Linked DNA regions of Zea mays: region 1 is linked to region 2. Evidence: chromatin contacts called from public Hi-C data. All regions are on one chromosome and are shown on one strand. Each heading gives the region's core, a stretch centred on a gene start, on an enhancer-like site or on the middle of the called end of the contact. The rest is flanking DNA. Distances are from core to core; before and after follow the strand shown. Region 1 holds the start of LOC100216925. Region 2 has its middle 65 kb from the start of LOC100216925.

Region 1 (6,440 bases), core at 3,729-6,228, 64 kb after region 2:
CCCTACCATAAATAATAAGTCATATGTTATTCATTTTAGGAAAATATCATTTGTGAAGGTGTGATCAAATTAAAGGTAAAAAATGAATTTATGTTTCTTTGGCTTATTTTGAGAGAAGGCAATACATATTCCCTTTTAAAAATTATTTGTATATTTTGAAAGGTATCTGCCAATTCCATTTTAATTATATTCTTTTTTCTTAATGTTAATAAAAAAGAAGAAAATTCTGGTTTTTTCTTTCCAAAATTCGATATAGGCTGAAAGACAATCAGATCTTTTTTCTCTTCAGCGGGCAGTTCCATATAGAATTTGTTAGAATAAAACAAGCGGGTTAAAAAAAACTCTTTTTTTTTATTTATCCACAAAGCAAAAAAGGTTCTTATCAAACCCACAATAAAATGGGAAAGAAAGATAAAGTAAGTAGACCTGACCCCTTGAATAATGCCTCTATCTGCTATTCTGATATATAAATTCGATGTGGATGAAATTTATCCCCAATTGTATTGTTTATGAGAGGATTATTCCATTCTAATAAACAAATTATGTTTTTCGGATTAACCCCAGACTTAAATGTTTTAGGATTTATATTTGGCTAATAACATTTTAGTATTGCTAACAATCTGTTTTAGAAGAGAATAACTTTAAAAAGTGGGGAATTTTGTATTAAGAGATATTTTAATTCTTTTTTTAGAAACATTTATAAATCCCAAAATATGATTTTGAGGTGTTACAATTAGATCCCATCTATTAGATTTATGGCACCTAAAATATCGTTTTATCCATAAATTCTTTGTTTTAGCTCTGATTTTAATGGTTCTCGAACCTACGTTCTCGTAGCGGCACGTAGAATATTATTATATGGTTGTTTTCTATTTTGGTGTAATGTTATCTTCACCTATTCTTTGTCTATCTATATGTATTGCTAGGATAGAAGCGAGGTTGCGAGGCACTTGGATCCTACATTATAGAAGTAACCGGAGTTCACCAAAAAGGCAAGTTGTGCCCTTGATCACTCTACTTTACCTAATAATGTTCTCTGTTAATCACTGACATGGTCAGGTTAATTTTGATGGGTCCTAATAGGTTTCCCTAGTTTTGTTTACTCCACACCTTGCAAACAAATGAACTATTGGGTAGATTTGCTATTGCTCTACCTGGTTTTGGGATTAATGTTATATTGAATTATGATCATGTTCCATTAATATTGCTAGTTTACTTATTGTTCATGTTAAGATTATTATATTAAATGGAACATGGAGCGACCACCCGGAAAAACAGTGCTCCCACAAGGGCGGAATCGGACACCCTTGGCTGAATAATTAGGAAAGATAGTGTGAGTTAATCCTTTCCTGAAAGGGTCAAGCAGGGTGGAGTTGTGAGGGTGTAGGGAGGTCCTCGGGTCGGACTGTCTTTTTAGCTTTCGGACGAGGGATTCCTACATCGCCTTTGTCCGGAGTCCGTAGCGGGTTCTCTCCTGTAGTGGAACTTTGTAAATGCCTCGCAGTGGATCCCTAGCCATTCACCTTGGAAGTGTCTAAGGGTCTAACTAACCCTGGCTAATCGGAAAACACATCTTATGGGTAAAGATGTGCAACCTCTGCAAAGTGTAAAACTAGTATATTAGTCGTGCTCACGGTCATGAGCGGCTCAGACCCTCACATGGTTAAGTTATGGAACTAAACTTAGTTTGTCATATGCATTGCATTGTGGTTTTTATTATTAATTTTGATCTCTTATTTAATAGGGTTGGTATATACTTATACTTAGTAACTCCTAACAAAATTTTGACCAACTTTAAAAGCAATGTGTAGCTTTAACCATCTTCTTTGGATTGCGGCGAGGGGCTCGGGATTGTTGGTAGCCGCGGCGAACGGATTGTGTCGCCCCCATCCAAATCCTTCTGGGAATCGCGCCGTGGATACGATTCCGGAGGTCGGGCGGGCGGGGTTGGTGGGCGGTTTGCGGCACGGCGGCGATGTGAATACGGAGGTCGGGCGGGCGGGGTTGGGTGCGGTTTGCGGCGGCGATGAATATGGAGGTCGGGCTGCCGGGGTTGGCGGGCGGTTTGCGGGGTTTCCGTGGAGCGGGCGCGTGGTTTTCGGAGGCGGGGGCGGTCTACACACTGCCCTTAATTGTTAGTATAGATTTGCATTGCATTGTGGGTGTTATTATTAATTGTGATCTCTTATTTATTTGAGTTGGATCTACTTATACTTAGTAACTGCTAATAAAATTTTGACCAACTCTAAAAGCAATGCTCAGCTTTAACCATCTCTATTGATAATCCTTACACTTCACATGAGCTCCACTGTAAGTAAGCTCATGTACATTATTTCCCACAACTTGTTGAGTGATGAACGTATGTGAGCTCACCCTTACTGTACTCACATCCTCAGGTCAAGAATAGGTACCACAAGATAAGGAGCATAAAGGATGCCGCGATGAGTTCGTGAGAGGTTTAGGTCATCGTCTCTCAATCAACTGTGGTTGTTGGATCGTCGTCTTTGTATGATGTAATTATTTAGTTATTTTGTACATAACTCTTATTATATAGTAAAGATGTGACATTCGTTCATGTACCATGAGTTATCATTTGTGTGAGATTTGTTCTCAGCAGATATTTGATTCGCGTTCGGATTGACCATTAAATCCGGGTGTGACAATGGATTACCATCTCGCTCGGTAAGCAGCGGTTTCTAATAAAATTCTCCGTTACCGCTACTCACCGAGAAACGAAACTGGTTTGGTTTTAGCTGTATTCAGGTTTAGAATTTGAAAATATGAAAGTCAAGTTTTGATCAACAAAACGGTTTTCGAAAATTATAAAACGAAATTGTAACCCTTCACAGCCACGGAGCTACCTGTGCAAGCTACATAGGCTTCGGTAGAAATATGACACCACAGTGTAGAAAAAGAAGCTTACATGTGGACCCATAAAACTAGTCGGAGAAGTATTCGTTTGACTTCGTCAATACCTAGCTGTTACACTGCTTTTTCAGAAGCCAACTAACGTCTGGTTTCTGCCTGCGTTGGCCTTGCCACCATGAACAATCCATTCATCAAAACGAAAACAAGACACCCACAAAAGATCGAGTACAACTTTGAGTTTCAAGGCAACATTATATAAAGCTGACCCCAACCTTTTGCCTTCAAGTCCAGAGAATTCAAGAAAGTACGGAGCCTATATTACATTACATAAACCAGGTAGCATATCACCCGCGATCAGGCCATCACCATAAACTTTCTCACTGAAAGCGTGCCAACACCAACAGTAGATTCAGAAACCGCAGTGCAGAGCTACCTAGCACATCTGTTCTTCGGCAGGACGATGGACTAGCCGAACTTGTTCTCAATGTCAGTGGCCTCGAGCTCGCCTTCCTGGTGCAACAGCTTCACCATGGCCATGAGCAGCTCGGGCCACTCGCAGTACAGGGCCTCCTCGATGCCGTCGTCGTCCTTGTGCTCATGCAGGTGGCTCCTCACATTCCTGTTGAGCCGCAGCATGTCGGACTGGTGCGTTCCCTTGTACTCGTGCTGGACGTTCATGACCCACTGGTTGATCCGCTTGTTCGCCCTGGCCGTATCCAGCCAGTCGCTCTGGTAGGGGAGCCCGGAGAGGATCCTCCTCTTCTTCTGTCGGTCCGTGCGGCCGAGGTACTTCACGATCCTGTCGTGCAGCATCAGGAAGGCCTCCGTGCTGCGAAAATGTAGAATCACACAAGTAACAGAAATGAGCCTGCTTTTCTTCTTCTTCTTCTTCAAAATGGCAGTCGTCGGAAACAAAATTCTCACCGGTTTTTCATCGGCAGCAGCGCGGCGTTGTTGACGATCAAGAACTCGTCTTCCATGGCGAGGGTGTCCCTCCCCAGGAGCGCGAGGAACTCGCGGTAGTCGGGAGGCAGCCTGGCGATGGCGGTATCACCCCCACCGGAGATTCTGATGATCGCGTGCAGGAGCCTGGACAGCTGCCTGTAGTCGTCTCTCACGCGCTCGATGCCGAAGCCCTTGGCGGTGAAGCTGACGCCTCTTAGCTTGACGCTGCCACCGGTGCTCCCGATCCAGACATTAGACACCTGCAGGGGCGTGGCGAGGTGCTTGCCGACGGCGTGGTGGCTCCTCAAGATCAGCGCGAGCTTTCGCGTGATCCTTGTGGCCTTGTCGGATAGCCGCCAGAACTTCCTGGTGGTTCCCAGCACCGGCACCTGGATCAGCAGCGGGTTCGCCTTGGCGTAGCTCTTGGCGCTGCACAGGCCCTCGGCAGACGATTCGTCGATGTCCTCGGTGCTGTGTGTGAACAAAGGTAGATAGATAGATAGATAGCGAAATGAGCTAGTGCGTTGCAATAATTATCTGAGGGACGAAGCAACAAAGAGCAGAGCAGCGTCTCACTTGGATTCATACTTAGAAGCCACCGGTCTTCTGTCATGAACCCCACTGCTCCTCTGCTGGTGCCCGGCGTTTGGACCAGCAGCCTGCCAGAAATTACCCAATCGCGCCCAACATTCAAATCACAAGATTGTAGCAACTGCTCTGGCTCAGTCACAAACTCACATTCACAAATAGATGCACACACACACACAGTAGCCAGGGAGTAGGGAGTAGGGACACAGAAAAGGGGAAGGGAAACAAAGGAACAGCACAGTATGCATGTCACTGGATGTGGATTGAAACCTGCGTGACGGGGACGAAGGTTACGAAGCCATGGGGGGCTGCTAGACCCTGCTGATGAGCAGCGGCCGGTGGATGTGGATCGCCACCACTGTAGGACTGCGGCTGGTAGTAGGGGTAGCGGTCTCTGCGCCCGTGGAAGTGGTGGCCTTCTTCTTCTCCCGTGAAGCACTTGAGGGCGTTCCCCATGGAGGAGGAGGATCACTATACCTACCTGCTGTTGCTGCTTTTCGCAGTTTCGCTTGTTCAGCCGTCGGAGGTGAGGAAAGAAGAGAAGAGAGAGAGAGAGAGAGAGAGAGAGAGAGAGAGGCAGGAAAGGAGTGGTGTGGTACTGGTAGTCTGGTACTGTACAAGAAGGAAGGAAAAACAAATAAAGAAGACTTGACCTAAGACCTTGCACTGTTCATGGTGGATTGACGGGACAAGGACAACTACCCCATGGTATGATAGAGCTTGACTTTGAGATGACCATTCCATATCTCTACTTTTATGTTCTTTTTTAGCAGAAGTATCGGTTCTAGCTGCGAGTGGGACTTTGGGCCATGCGGCTAAATTTTTGTTTAGTGCGCGTGACCTCATAATTATCAGCGCGCGCTTTATCTGCATTGGTATGGTAAGAAATTCAGGGGACTTTTGGTTCACTTCCGGTTCAAGCCTGGCTCTGAATTTCAGGGCCGCTCTCGTTTGCTTGTATTGTATCTGAGCAACTCCGAGAGATCACTAATTTTCCCCCCCAAAATCTGTTATTGGGGATTGTTGAAAAACAAAACGTTGCTAAAAATTAAAACCACATCAGTCTGCTAAAAAAGTGATCTCTAAAATGTTTGAACATCAATTTAGGCCTATTGGGCGGCCTACGCGCCTGCAGATATTAAATGCAGATATAAATAAAGCAAACATATTTTTGTTGAAACCAAACCACATAAACAATCGGACAAAGCATTTAGACTACTGAATCGACATGTAGCAGCTTATTTCAGTCACCCATCAACATCTACCTGGCCTCCCAGCCGAAGAACCAACGAAGAATTCAATTGTTGTACAATTATTAGACGGTCTCCAGCAACGTTCCTTAAATTTCGTCTCATAAAAGAATATTTTATGTCCTTTATAGCCTTCTCTAAAAAATTTTGTGCTCTATATCTTCATCTCTAGCAACATCCCTAAGGAGTTGTTTGTTGGTCTTATTTTGGTCTGTAACCATTTTCACCGGAATCCGACCCCGTTCCTTTTGTTTGTTTAGGACGGTTCGTGATCCATCGCGGTAGGAGTCGGCTCCATCCCATTCCATCTCATTACCGGTTCACGGCGCAGTCAGATCCCTCGACGCTACGGCCGTGCCTTGACTCTCCACCACGCGACTCCACCCGACTCTTCTCGACGCGACTGCAGAGCGACGATGAGAGGCGCCGCCATCGCACAATCCACCGTCTCACCTCCTGGTGCGTCCTCTCTCCTCTCCCTCTGAATTTCAGGGCCGCTCTCGTTTGCTTCGATGATATATTTTCATTTAAAAAAAATTCTCCTCGATTGTATAAAAAAATCATTTATGTGTGCTGAAATCCAGTCATGGAGTCATGAAAATAATAAAATTACATCACCTACATTGTGATAATCACAATCCCTAAAACCTATTGCAATGTTGGTCATCGAAACTAATCAGGGAAATAGATATAGAGAACAATAGGGGGTTGTGTTCATTCAATTGTATATGCACGCATATAAAGAATGTCTAAAGTAATGCCGGCTCACCAGTCGAAAGACACTTTCAA
Region 2 (6,493 bases), core at 2,492-4,991:
AGACCATTTTACGATCCTCCCAGTAGCTTCTCTATTCCTCATTATATCTTTCAAAGGTTGCAACGAGGGAACAATTATATGATATGCTTGAAAGTAATGCCGAAGCTTCCTGGAGGCCATCAACACAGCATATAGCACCTTCTCCAATTCTGTATAATTTTTCTTTGATAAGCTTAAAACTTCGGAGACAAAATAAACTTGTGCTTGTTTTTTGACCTGGCCATCTTGCTTCTCCTATACAAGCGCTGCACTGACTACAGAGTGAGAGGCTGCTATATATAGGAGCAATGGAGCCCCTGGCGAAGGTGGAGTTATAGTTGTCAAGTCGATCAAGTATTGCTTTAACTCTTCGAAAGCCCTTTGCTGAGCCGGACCCCACTAGAAAACTTCGACTGACTTCAGTATCTCAAAGAATGGTAGATTCCTTTCTGCTGATCTGGATATAAATCTATTTAACGACGACAACCTTCCTGCCAACCGTTGAGCCCCCTTCTTTGTATTTGGTGGCTCCATTCGAAGGATAGCTTCAATCTTATTTGGGTTAGCTTCGATTCCCTTCGTTGATACTAGACAACCAAGAAACTTGCCCTTCTTTACTCCAAAACACAGTTTTCTGGATTTAATTTCAGACCAGCTTGCCTGAAATTGGCAAATGTCTCGTGCAGGTCAGTAATATGATTCTCTTGCTTCGTGCTCTTTACTATGATGTCATCAACATAAGTCAGCACATTCCTGCCTATTTGAGAGTGAAGGACCTTGGCTGTCATTCTACTGAAGCTTCCTCCAGCATTCTTGAGCCCCTCAGGCATCCGAAGGTAGCAATAAGTGTCACTAGGAGTTATGAAGCTAGTCTTTGGCTCATTTTCCTTCTTCATCCAAATTTGATGATAGCCTGAGTAATAGTCCAGTAGACTCATGAGCTCCGAAGAAGCTGCTGCATCTACAAGGAAATCTATTCTTGGTAATGGAAACTCGACCTTTGGACATGCTTTGTTGAGATCTGTGAAATCAATACACATTCTCCATTTGCCATTAGCCTTCTTCACCATAACAGTGTTAGCTAGCCATTCTGGATATGTTACTTCTCTGATAACACCAGCACTGAGAAGTCTCTTTACTTCGTTCTGAGCACCTTCAGCTTTATCATCAGACATCTTCCGAAGTCTTTGCTTCCTAGGCTTGAAAGAAGGATCCACATTAAGTGAGTGCTCGATGACATCTCTGTTGACACCATAAAGATCGTTGGCTATCCAAGCGAAGACATCTTTGTTGTTGAATAAAAAACTTATCAGGGTTTTTTCTTGCTCATCAGATAACTGAGATCCTAGCAGTACCCTTTGATCTGCTATATCTTCACATAGGAGCATAGGCTTTGGTTGATCTGCCGAAGCAGCCTTCTCTCTTTTGTGCTTATATTGTTGACAAGCTTCGGCTCCATCTATGTTATGGATTGCCTTTGAATCTGTCCAACTCCCTTCGGCCCTTCTGGCAGCTTCTTAACTTCCATGGATGCCAGTGGGCCCTTGTTCCGAAGGTATCTTCATGCATAAGTATGCTGGATGAAGTATTGCTTCGAAGGCATTAAGTGTTCCTTGACCAATGATTGCATTGTACGGGTATTCCATGTCGACAATGTCAAAAACAACTTGCTCAGTTATTATGTTGTGGACATAACTGAAGGTAACTGACATTGTGATTTTGCCAAGTGCCACAATCTGCCATCCTCCGAAGCCACAAAGAGGGTGTGTAGCATCATGAATCTTGTCATCTGGTTCTTGCATCTGCCTGAAAGCCTTTGCAAATATAATGTCCGCTGCACTGCCTGTGTCAACTAGAACATTGTGGACCAGAAATCCCTTAATGACACAAGATATGACCATAGCATCATTGTGAGGATAGTCTTTTAGCTGAAGATCCTCCTGGGAGAAGGTGATTGGGATGTGGGACCACTTGGACCTGACGAACGGTCCTTGCACCCCAACATGCTGCACTCTTCTCTGTGCTTCCTTCTTCTGCTTCTTGTTGGCTGACTCTGAACTTGAACCACCCATGATTGGGAGCTCCAGCTTCGTAACCAAAGGTGCTACAACTTCGTTGTTAAACGAAGCCATCAGCTCAACAGTGGAAGTGAGTTCACCATAGGTGGGCGCCAATGTTGGAGACTTGTTCTCAAATGCTATGAGTTAAGAACAAGACAACACAAAATGTTAATGGTTAAAGACCTTCATCCTTCGAAGCATTATCTCTCTAAGGATATAATGATCTTCAGACGAAGGTTATGAAGGACATACCTTCATCATCTCAGCATATAATAATGAAAGTAGAGAAGCATATGAAACATGGAAGATAATATGAGCAATTATCTTGAATTGTATTTTCATTATCTCATCATGTACAAAAATTAATAATAATGAATTACATTTATACCTTCGCCTTGATAGAAGGTATAAGTCCAAGAGTGACGTGCGAGTGAATACCAGTCAGCGTGAATAGTACTGGAGTACTGTTCATCTATTTATAGGCACGGGACGCAGCCCGGACAAAATTACATTTGTATCCTCGATAACTAATCATAACCAAAACACAAATCAACAAGGACTAAACAGTCTTTTACTCTTTAAGTCGGTGCTGCCCTTCGTCTCAAGGCGTTGTCATGCCGAAGCTCTCTGAATTATAGCTTCGACTTGTACCCTCGTGTTGTGTTAGTTTGCATATCCAACAGACCACAAGCCTGCCCAACTCTCCCTTTACTCCTTCACCGCTTTGGTCGACCAAGTCGGTTCCCATGCTCGACCCACACCGCGCGTGCCAGGACACCGCCACGCGGGACTCGCCTGGTCAGCGAGGGCCTTCACTCGCGCGCGACCGCGTATCACTGCCTGGTGGGGCCGCCGCGTCAGGACTTCCTTCAACCTCCTCGCACCGAGCTTGTCGCGCGGACATCGCGAACTAAAGTCCTACAAATTCGGTTAGTTGGGACCCTCCGTGATCCTCGCTAGCCCTCGCCATGTACTATAAAACTTGGCCCCTGCCTCCCCATCTCGACCTGCCTTGCTAACCACACCAACAAATTAAAATGACCAAGAAGGATGTTGGCGAGCGCCGTCGCGGTCGGATCCTACCTTGGCCGCCGGTCTGGCCTCGGGAGGAGAACGTGAGATCACGGAGCCAGGAGGGTCGAAGATGTGATGTGGAATGGCTAGTATTGCTCTCCAGCGATCACCATGGCCGCGGTGCCGCACTCCGTCATGGCCAGTAATATCCGTACTGCAATTTACGGTAATAATTCCATCCCTAGGATCAGTTTCTTCTTAGCTTTGATTAGCATCAGTCCATGCGAGTTTTTAGGCTCAGGGCGGTCGGATTATGGGGGCGCCGGTGTGTCCTCCGTCGTGGAATCAAGCGGCGCCACCGAACACTAGATCAAAGGGAGACGAGTGTGTGGTAGTCATCGATCCGTGGATGGATGCAAATGATTGGAATGGGGACACCTTGAATATGGGCCGTAGATCGGCTGGTGGACGACTCTGATTAGTGGTAACGTACCGATTCTATTGAGAAAATCTAAATCCATGATCTAAATCTAAACGGGCAGGATGAGATCTCAGGTTCATAAAATCCGAGCCATGGATTTTTGATCCTACGACCGTCACTTCTTATTGTTCGGATAAAGAGTAGTTTAATCATGGCCGATGAGATCCGATCGGACGGCTCAGCGCGCCCCATCCCCTTCGGCCTCGGAATAGTGCAAAAGAGCCCCTCCATTTATCTCTATTTCACTCGCAATCCACTACTATACAAAGACCATTACACATATGTCCGCATCTTTGCAGAATTGACCCTAGGCTGTTTGGAACCTCAACCCATTGTCCTGGGGTAACAGCTTTACACCCGAGCCCTCCCATTTACACTAGTAATTACATTCAAGTCCCGATTTTCTCACAAACAGATCCCTGAATATAGATTTCTAATACAAAATCAATCCAAATCTTATTAAATTCATATCTTTTGCGTTGTAGCTCCGATTTAATTCATTTAAATTGTGTTGGCGCCGTAATAAAATTACCTACACTATAACAACAATATCTTTATCATATTATACAATTTTATAATTATATATTTATTTAGCCTATGTTTAGTGGAGTAATCTTGCTTAATCTTTCCATAATTATAATCTGACTAAGATATGATCTCTACTCAAGTTATAATTTGGATTAAAGCTGAATTAGTTATTTCTTTAGATTATATTTCTCACATGATTTATAAAATGAACGTAAGACCTAGTTTTAATTGTTTAATCACGTAGGTCTTTCGAAAACCAAATCTTTTTTTTATCGTAACTCCGATTTTTGTAATTCTCGAATCTACAATCTTGTAGCAATGCGTAGAATATTATTACATTTTTTGTTCATATGTTTTGATGTAATTTTATTTTTACCTAGTCTTTGCCTCTCTATATGTATTGCTACGATAGAAGCGAGGTTGCGATGCACCTACATTCTACATTGGAGAAGTACCTGGAGTTGCACCAAATAGGCAAGTTGTGCCCTTGATCACTCTTCTTTACCTAATAATGTTTCTATTAATCACTGTGACATGCTCAGTTTGATTTGATGGGACCTAATAGGTTTCACTTGTTTTGTTTACCCCACACCTTGCAAACAAATGAACTATTGGGTAGACATGCTATTGCTCTACCTGGTTTTGGGATTAATGTTATACTGAATTATGATCATGTTCCATTAATATTGTTTGTTTAATTATTGTTCATGATAAGATTATTATGTTAAGTGGAACATGGAGCGACCATCCAGGAAAACAGTGCTACCACAAGGGTGGAATGGGACACCCTTGGCTGAATAATTAGGAAAGCTAGTGTGAGTTAATCCTTTCCTAAAAGGGGCAAGCGGGGTGGAGGAGTGCAGGTGTAGGGAGGTCTTCGAGTCGAACTGTATTTTTAGCTTTCTGAACGAGGGATTCCTACATCGCCTTCGGCCTGGAATCCATAGTGGGTTCTCTCCTTTAGTGGAACTTTGTAAAGGCCTCCTAGTGGATCCCTAGTCATTCACCTCGGAAGTGTCTAAGGGTCTAGCTAACCCTGGCTAATCGGGAAACACGTCTTGTGGGTAAATATGTGCAACCTCTGTAGAGTGTAAAATTGATATATCAGTCGTGCTCACGGTCATGAGCAGCTCGGGCCCTCACATGAGTGATTTATGGAATTAAACTTAATCTGTCATTTGCATTGCATTACAGGATTATTATTAATTTTGATCTCTTATTTATTTGGGATGGTATCTACTTACCCTTAGTAAATGCAAATAAATTTTGACCAACTTTAAAAGCAATGCTCAGCTTTATTCATCTTCTTTGATAAGCCTTACACTTCACATGAGCCCCCACCGTAAGTGAGCTCATGCACATTATTCCCCACAACTTGTTGAGTGATGAATATATGTGAGCTCACTCTTGTTGTACTCATGCCCCCAGGTCAAGGACAGGTACCGCCAAGATGTGGAGCATGAAGGATGTCGCGATGAGTTCATGAGAGGTCTAGGCCGTCGTCTCCAAGTCAACTATGGTTGCAGAGGATCGTTGTCTTCGTATGATGTAATTATTTAGCTATTTTGTACAAAACTCCTATTATATAGTAAAGATGGAACATTCGTTTCAGTACCATAAGTCATCATATGTGTGAGACTTGATCCTAGCACACATGTGATTCGCGCCTGGGTTTGCCCTTAAATCCGGGTGTGAAAACCATGTTAATAATGAATTAATTGAGGTTCAAACAGTTAAGGTTATCGGTTAATTTTCTAACAATGATGATGAGATCAGCCCCTCATAGATCATTGTAACCTCTAGAAACATACCTCGGCTGCACATCTTGATGCCAACTTGAGGTCGATTATTGGAAACTCCTATGATCTTGTCGGAAATGTGAAAATTGTTTGTTCAAAACGTTTCAAACAAAGGGGATCATGGGCAAATCAGTGATCTATCTATCTAATTGGAAAATATAATCTATTAATTGTTTCCCTTTTTATGACTAAACCTTTTCTAGCACCCTTGGTGCCAAGCAAATCTTTCTTCAAGATTTTTGTTTTCTAGATGTTATTGTTTTACCCTAGATGATCAATCTCGTGCTACTTTATTTTTAGAATTCACATCAATACACTTTATGTCAATTTGGTTGTGGAAGAAAGAAAACAGATGATGGTGAAGAAATGATCTAACTAATCCAAGTAATCCAATATACATCATGAAGCTTTTGGTAGTTCTGCTTTTTGGCAGCATTTCATTGATGCTAGAGATGTGGGCATTGGTCTGAGCTTCTACTGATCTAGTGTATGGTCAATTATGCTTCATGGTAGAATGGTTGGAACCTATCAACAAGATCAAAGGTATCCATATTGATCCCCTTCCTACTAAATCTTAATCTGAGAAGAAACTCCTAAACCCCTGCCGAGTTCGTGTTTAAGGGAATTTTGAC

Evidence for each region. Hi-C and Micro-C count contacts between places; a contact is called where the count stands out from the background.
Region 1: a Hi-C map of ear shows a contact between it and region 2, with 2.2 times the contacts expected there. The contact joins the promoter of LOC100216925 here to the enhancer-like site in region 2. A contact is called at or near these places in 3 of 25 Hi-C or Micro-C datasets (ear, leaf and tassel).

Annotation. Positions count from the first base shown.
Region 1 is chr4:16,907,754-16,914,193 of Zm-B73-REFERENCE-NAM-5.0, forward strand. It overlaps LOC100216925, which reads right to left and starts at 4,979. Exons shown (of 4, transcript NM_001143310.1): 1 at 4,672-4,979; 2 at 4,390-4,472; 3 at 3,793-4,284; 4 at 3,092-3,697. The coding sequence starts at 4,857. The coding sequence ends at 3,334.
Region 2 is chr4:16,844,515-16,851,007 of Zm-B73-REFERENCE-NAM-5.0, forward strand. No RefSeq gene overlaps it. Among protein-coding and RNA genes, the nearest start is that of LOC100216925, 65 kb to the right of the region's middle. Within about 2 kb of position 3,742, at least 18 of the 20 cell types and tissues checked have an H3K27ac peak or open chromatin away from gene starts, as enhancers often do. A contact at or near this core is called in ear, leaf and tassel, where this site is marked.